3 separate regions of the Gossypium arboreum genome follow, and all the other regions are linked to region 1. A link is a contact called in public Hi-C data. All regions are on one chromosome and are shown on one strand. The core of a region is the stretch at or near the end of the contact, and the rest is flanking DNA. Distances in the headings are between cores, read along the strand shown.

Region 1 (2,531 bases), core at 11-2,510:
ACCACTAGAACCCCATCAGAAAGAGTTCATCATCATCTATAGCTCATTACACATTCTCAAAGGTAACAAAAACACTCATACAATAAACATGAATCGACAGAGCTACAATTTTGAGAACTACCTCTTTATCTTGTTATGATCGTTACTTATTTTTCTACAGAGAGCTTTCTTGCTTAAGTGTTATATTATAAAAGAAAAGACTTGCCTTTTGTTGTGCCCAATCAGAGATGGAAGACTAAGATATGGCCCATGGTAAATTAGATTGCACACTCCTAAAGCTGACATAATAGAATTTTGAACTGAAAGCTTAGTGTTAGAGCTAAACATAATGCCCGACTTATAAAAATTAATGATCTGTCTCAACACCATTTCATAAGAATTCAAAATATTCTTTACAGTAAAACATTCAAAATCCGTAACGTGAAATAAAAGGAAATTATCATTTGAAAAGAGTAAAAGAGAAATATGAAATGTATTTTTAGTTTTAATAAAATATGATTTAATAGTTAAAATTCAATAATAAAATAAAAATATTTCTATAGATTTTTTCTATATATAATTGAGTATAGATATAAATTATATAAATAAATAAAAAGTGAAAAAAGGTTAAAAAGGGCATAATATACGCAATTCAAAATTAAAAAAAGGGATTTAAATGCTAATATAGAGTGAGCTTAAAAGAAAAAATAAAACAAATATCTAAAGTAACCCGATTGAGACGCTCCAAGCGGAGAAGAATTCACCTCGTGGAAGCTATTATATTCTTTATTTTTATCTAAAAAGAGTATACATCTCTTTTCTTTTTTTTTCAAAGATAAATTATAATTAATATCATTAAATTATTAATAAGTTTATATTTTAATTATTTAATTCTAAAAATTACAAAATATTCACTAAATTATTTAAAAATTTCATTTAAATTGCTAGATTTTTATTTTTAAAAAGTCTAACATTAAGCTTTCAATGATTATTTGATTATTGATATGGTAAATCAATACCCATTGATAAACGAACAATATATCTTAAATCTAAATCGATCTAACAATCAATATCGAGATTAAAAAAACTATTTAGATTCGAATGCAACAAAAAACTATATAATTGTAATTTTAATAATTTAACAATTTAAATAAAATTTTAAATAATTTAATAATTATTTTATTATTTTTAAAATTAAATAATTAAAATATAAATTTATTAATAATTTAATAATACGTTTACCCTAATTTTAATCCTAATGTTTCTTTACGAAAAGTCATTGCAAATGCATATTATAATATGTATAAATAAATAAAAATCTAAAAAGCCTCCTCTTTATTCCTTCTTCACTTGAGGGTTTCAGGTTTCTTTGCCTTTAACCTCCACCCCACTACCTCACAAATTCACCCCCAATTTATCATCCAAACTAAGATTAAGGCCTCATTTCCCTGATTGTTGATTATAGCTTTTCACTTTTATTTTAATTGTGAATTACTTCTAATTTTATTTCTAGGGTTTTCGATCAGGTGTTGAGATGCAACGAACAATTGGATCAGGAATCGTCTGATCTTTGTAGCGGTGGCTGTCTGATTACCAGGGGCGGTGGTCCCCTTTGTATGGAAACTCGGAGCCGGAAGCGGGCGGAGGCCTCCTCAGCTGCCCCTTCATCTTCCCCCTCTGGTCCTACCACTCGTTCTCACAAACGCGCTCGTCTCTCTTCTTCCCCATCCCCCACCGCTGTAACTACCACAACGCCTCGCTCTCGCACTTCCCGCGCTGCCGCTGCTTTAATGGACTCCACCACAACCGAATCTTCCTCTGGTTCCCGCCGCGATCGCCGTCCGAGCAAAGCTAATCAGACCACGACAAGTGACAGTCCAAATCTCGCCTCCGATAGGGGCAAAGAAAAGGAACGTGATCCAAGTGCTCGCGATAGAGATAGAGATAGGGATAGGGATAGGGATAGGGATAGGGCAAATAGAGACAACAATTCTAACAACCCTGAGAGGAATTTAGGGTTAATTATGGATACCTCTGGAGGCGATGACGATGATAATGATAGCGAAGGCGGTGTAGGGATTTTACACCAGAATCTGACGTCAGCAAGCAGCGCGTTACAAGGCTTGTTGAGGAAGCTTGGTGCCGGGCTTGATGATTTGCTGCCGTCATCGGCTATGGGTTCTGCATCTTCATCCCATCAGAGCGGGAGGTTGAAGAAGATTCTGTCTGGGTTGCGTGCTGATGGAGAGGAAGGGAAGCAAGTGGAGGCGTTGACGCAGCTCTGCGAGATGCTTTCAATTGGGACTGAGGAGTCCTTGAGCACGTTTTCTGTGGATTCATTTGTTCCCGTGCTCGTTGGATTGCTTAATCATGAGAGTAATCCTGATATTATGCTTCTTGCAGCAAGGGCGCTGACCCATTTGTGTGATGTTTTGCCTTCTTCATGTGCTGCTGTGGTGCATTATGGTGCTGTTTCGTGTTTTTGTGCCAGGTTGCTCACTATAGAGTATATGGACTTGGCTGAACAGGTTGGTTTTTATTTGGTTACTTTC
Region 2 (2,531 bases), core at 23-2,522, 400 kb after region 1:
CAATGTGATTGTACACTCACTGTATGGTAGGTGAAAATTGTGTCTCGGGCCTCCATCTTTCCACCAATGCGCTGATAAGTGTAGGATCAAGTTTGTAGCCTACAAGTATACGAGGCACATGTAAGAATCTTGCATCTTGCAAGTAACCACGAATTTCGGCATCTAGGCTTTTTGACAAGTTATGTATAAACCCCTCCAAAACATGATCATTCGACTATTTACATCGACAAAATAAATTAATTTAAAAAATAAAAAAACTTTAAATTTAACGTAATTGAAAACAGTGAAATTTAAATTTTTGTTTTACAATTGTCGCTTGAGCGATGAAAATGTGCTTGTCGTTGAAACGAAGCAGAGAGGTTGTCATTCGTAAAAATTTAATCAAAATGAATGATATAAAAACTATAATATTTTTAAACAAGCATATTGAAAAATTTAGAATAAAACTTGAAAAAATTGAGAGAATTGAGAGAGTTGAATTTGAGTGAAAAGAATGAAAAATGGCCTGATATTTATAGAAAACAAAATTATCGTTGGGGTCTTTAAAAATTTTTACCGTTGCCAACGTTCAAAAAAGGTGCGTCCAACTCTCTTAAAACATGGTCTATTTCTCTAATTTTAAAAAATGGCCTAAAAGCCTGTTTAAATAAAAAAAGGGGGCATATTATTCTAAATTAGCCCAAATTACAAGTATATGTGTATATTTATTACATGAACAATTTATATATATCGTATTAAAAGAAAATGACATGTTTTTTTTCCAACACTAAATTCAAGTTGTTAACACGACTAGTAAACGTCACCTGTTTTAAAAAACGCATTTCATTAAATACAAATTGATAGATAGCACTTATATTAGCAATTAAGCTAATGAAAATATTTGGTTGATATGATACAAATATTTAATTTTTGAAGATAATATTATTAGAAGAAGTAATTACAAATGACAACATATAAAATATCAAAATTATTTTAAAATTTAAAGATAGAAATTAAAATTAAAATCATAATTTTGGACAACTAATACTTTTTCAAATTAAAAGAAAAGATTGATACTTGTTCCCATTTTCAGATATTTATACTTAAAAAATCAGAACTTTCTTATTTCACTGTTAATTTCCTTTTAATTGCATTTTCTATCATTCAATCATTCTTATCGAATCATTAAAAGTACATTATTATTAAAAACCAAATAAATATGTCCTACTTGAAATAACTCAATAAGCCCTTCAATGAACTTTTTAGGTATAATAATAAAATAAAATAAAATAAAATAACTAAATTATTTATGGAAAATATATTGTTGTAATGTAAGCAGATAGCTGTCCAAGAGCTGTCTTTTCTTTCCCTAATGATTCTCTCTCTTTCTTTCGGACAATGTCTTTGATGTCTTCCAGTTTTACTTAGTACTTCGTCTTCTTCTTCTTCTTCTTCTTCTTCTTCTTTCTTCATCTTCATCTTCATCTTCATTTCAGTGTTTTTGGGTTTGTTTTTTTCCTATTGTTTTGGACAATAATTGAAGCAAGAGATAACCTTGGGGGGGGCGGCGGAGGGAGAGGAACATCTCTGAAATTACTTTCACTTTTGCCGGCGGGTGCAAAATGAGTGCATCAAGGTTCATCAAATGTGTCACTGTTGGTGACGGTGCCGTCGGCAAGACTTGCATGCTCATCTCCTACACCAGCAATACTTTCCCTACTGTGAGTTCCAAAAAGAAAGAAACTAACCCATTTTTTTTTTGTTTGGTCTCTGAGAAAATATGAGGAATGGAAAAGAAAGTTTGGCTGGCCCTTAACGTTTTCTTTACTTGGATTTTCATGGATTTTCTTTTCTTTTTCTTTCCCTTTTTGTTTCCCCTATTTTCTTGGCCACCAAGCAGACCCTACACTGGTTTCTGGTGGTCAATGTAACTTTGGTAAAGTTGCTTTCTTTATTGGGTTTTTTTTCTGTTTCTTTTTCCCATTTGGTTGTACTTGTCTTTGGAATCTTGAATTTGGGGCATAGTATCTTTCTGAATAATAGAATCATTCTTCGTAAATTGTGTTCAAGTGAGCAAATTCTTAGGGTTTTTTGCTTCAAAAACTTGCAGAAAATTTATTGCCTTTTTGTAGTTTATACCTTCTTATTTCTTCTGTTTGTGTTTTGATGATGCATCATCTAGGATAAAGATTCTTTGTCTTGTAGGTTTTCATTTCAATTAGTGAGTTAAGGTCAAAAGTTAAAACTGGAAACATTATATCTTGCTACTCCCCTTTTTTTTGCTGGAGGAGAAAGAAAAAAAATTGCTAAATCTGAAACTATTGCTGGTAGAAAGTCTCATTTAGAGATTTCATGATAGGTGCTTTCTTTACTGCGAATCTTGGGTTATGGCCATCTATGTTAGTTGGAAATCGTGTGAATCGGGTACGAGTATCTGTCCGGCATGTATATGTTCAAATTTTCTAGTTTTTCATGCATTTGGAGGGTCCTTGGAGGGTTACTTCTTCATGCTCTTGTCCAGAAAATGTGTCTAATATAGTTTGTTCTTTTAG
Region 3 (2,531 bases), core at 13-2,512, 300 kb before region 1:
GCAAATAAAACAAAGAGTTCTTCCTCCAGTTTTGAATGACTCTGGTTGGGTTTGCTGGTAATAAGGAGGGCTAATTCTGAGGTCCAAATTCAAGTCCGGACACCTTTCTTGAACTGGGATTCTCTTTTCAGCTTTGGTGATAAATCCAATAGGGTTATTATTGCTGTTAGTATTAATCTTCTCTTTCTCTTCTTTGGCACCACTGAAAGATATTGTTGTTACATCCTGAGAAGCCTCATTGAGTGGTCTGTGAGTTGCTGGATCAATACCTCTGCTCAATAGCTTCCTTCTTATATGCGTGTTCCAGTAATTCTTTATCTCATTATCTGTTCTTCCTGGTAATCTCCCCGCTATAAGAGACCACCTATAAAATTCAAGGAATCCCCCATAAAAAACCAATCAAAATTTCAAGCACCACACACTAACAAAGTTGAATATATCATCTATCTATATATATACAACACTTACTTGTTACCAAGAAGGCTGTGCAGCTTGATAATGAGCTCATCTTCTTCTTCAGTGAAATTGCCACGTTTAAGATCAGGTCTTAAGTAATTGATCCAACGAAGTCTACAACTTTTGCCACAGCGGAGAAGGCCAGCAGCTTTAGGGAGTGAACGCCAGCAACCTTCACCATGGGCTCGGATGTAAGCTATGAGGCGATCATCTTCTTCTTTAGTCCACGCACCTTTGTTCGTATGAGCTTTCTCACAACAAGGAGACCTTCCCATAATTCAGTAACACAAAGAAACCTTTTTCAACTTGTGGAAACTAGCAGCACTAGTAGCCTACGTTTGCAGTTTTTCAATACTATACAAACTAGTATAAAATATACTATGATATCATATATATGTGTGTGTATATATTATATTTAGAATCTAGGAGAAGTAGTAAGGGTGGAAAATGAAATGGAGGCCTTGTTTTTTGTGTTGCAGGAACATTGAGGCCGGCCCTTTGAGAGCACTTTAGATGCTTTTTTATATAGCCTTTTGACTATTACACACACACACAACCAGAAAGAGAAAGAGCGCAGTGACCCTAATTTTAGCTTCTAGATGTGAGTTGGTGAGACAGGTTTGAGGGGAGTGGCTGGTAGCCTCTCTCTTGATGATATTAGCATCAATCATATATAATAAGTTAAAAGGGATATATATTAACTGTAGGTAACCTTTAGGTAGGTGTAAAGTAAGGTATTAAAGCATGGGTAGGACAAAGTGTGATCTCTGCTCTCTCCCACCCCATTCTTTTTCTATAATAGTTTTTTTTCCCTACCTTTGGCCCTTTGTCTAAACCTGTACTACTTTAGATTAATAATTTAGTTAGCTTTCATAATCTTTCCCCCAACTCAAATTAGACAACATGTACCAGAGTACATGTTCAACTTAAATATTTTATCATGTTGTTGGAACTAACATCCATCCTTACCAAAGGTTTTCCGGATTTAAATCTCAATATCTATCTATCACCATTTTTTTTCTTTATTAACCGGTGTGATCTCTTTTGTAATTGAAAAAGAATTAGAAAGAGAGTGCTATGACTCAAAAGTCTGAATACTATAAGATTAAAGAACCTTAACTATAATATTAAGCTCCATTACAGAATTATTTTTGTGTAAATATATGACACTAAATGTTGTCCAGTTGACTAGTTTTGGTTTACAAGAAAAATCAAATCTTGAAGCTGGAAGTATTTTTTATATGTTGGTGGGAAAACATATATATATATATATATAAAAGGTTGCTATATTAGTGAAATGGAGAGGTGGATAGGATATATTAGTGAAGAAATCATGAAATAGGGTGGTAGTTGTGGATCTTTATTCTATTGGTATACCATCATCATGCAGGAGAGAGAAAAGGGGGGTGGTTCTAGAAGACTTGGAGGTTGGGGTTCAGGGGCAGGATGATGATGAAAGAAAAAGGGAGAATAGGGAAAAGATAAATACTCTAAAATAAGTCTAATATTATATGAGTGTGGTTGTGGTTGTCTTTGTTTGTGGGCTTTGGTTCACCTTCCACCTTCCACTTTCCTTTTTATTTCTTTTTGGTTCTTCCCCCCAAACCTTGTGGTTTAAGTTTAGGCAACAAATGGGCAGCAGTGAGGTTAGGGATGGGAAAGGTTGATTCTTTTTTTCACCCTTTTTGTTGTTTTCTATCTTTCCCTCTCCAATTTGCATACTGATATTTGTCACCCACCACCACACATAACAAAACTCTCCCCCCCTCTCTCTCTCTCTCATCATGAAATTCAAGTGGATGGTAAGAGGTAAGGATGATGAGAACAAGTTGTTTTTAGGACTGGGGGAGAGGGGGAGATTTCACCTACTTTTTTCACCTTTCTGACTGTCCTTGCAACTAGTCCAATACCTGGCCTTATTTGTTGTTCAACTATACGGGGATGGGGGAGGGGGGGACAGACAGGGTCACCATTTAAGATTTTTATTTTTTTCTACTTTTATTATCTTTATTTTTAACTAAAAACCCACCTATGCTTATCCATTTTGTTTTGTTTCTCAACATTTGAACAAACAA

What was found. A called contact is a pair of places that touch in the nucleus more often than the background predicts.
Region 2: a Hi-C map of leaf shows a contact between it and region 1, with 2.7 times the contacts expected there. The contact joins the promoter of LOC108467137 here to the promoter of LOC108466926 in region 1. A contact is called at or near these places in 2 of 5 Hi-C or Micro-C datasets (both in leaf).
Region 3: a Hi-C map of leaf shows a contact between it and region 1, with 3 times the contacts expected there. The contact joins the promoter of LOC108463187 here to the promoter of LOC108466926 in region 1. A contact is called at or near these places in 2 of 5 Hi-C or Micro-C datasets (both in leaf).

What each region holds. Positions count from the first base shown.
Region 1 is chr2:101,972,960-101,975,490 of ASM2569848v2, forward strand. LOC108466926 (E3 ubiquitin-protein ligase UPL3-like) reads left to right here and starts at 1,261. Exons shown (of 19, transcript XM_017767308.2): 1 at 1,261-2,507. The coding sequence starts at 1,596.
Region 2 is chr2:102,368,079-102,370,609 of ASM2569848v2, forward strand. LOC108467137 (rac-like GTP-binding protein ARAC3) reads left to right here and starts at 1,273. Exons shown (of 7, transcript XM_017767674.2): 1 at 1,273-1,700. The coding sequence starts at 1,602.
Region 3 is chr2:101,671,814-101,674,344 of ASM2569848v2, forward strand. It overlaps LOC108463187 (myb-related protein 308-like), which reads right to left and starts at 1,263. Exons shown (of 2, transcript XM_017763134.2): 1 at 469-1,263; 2 at 1-364. The coding sequence starts at 731.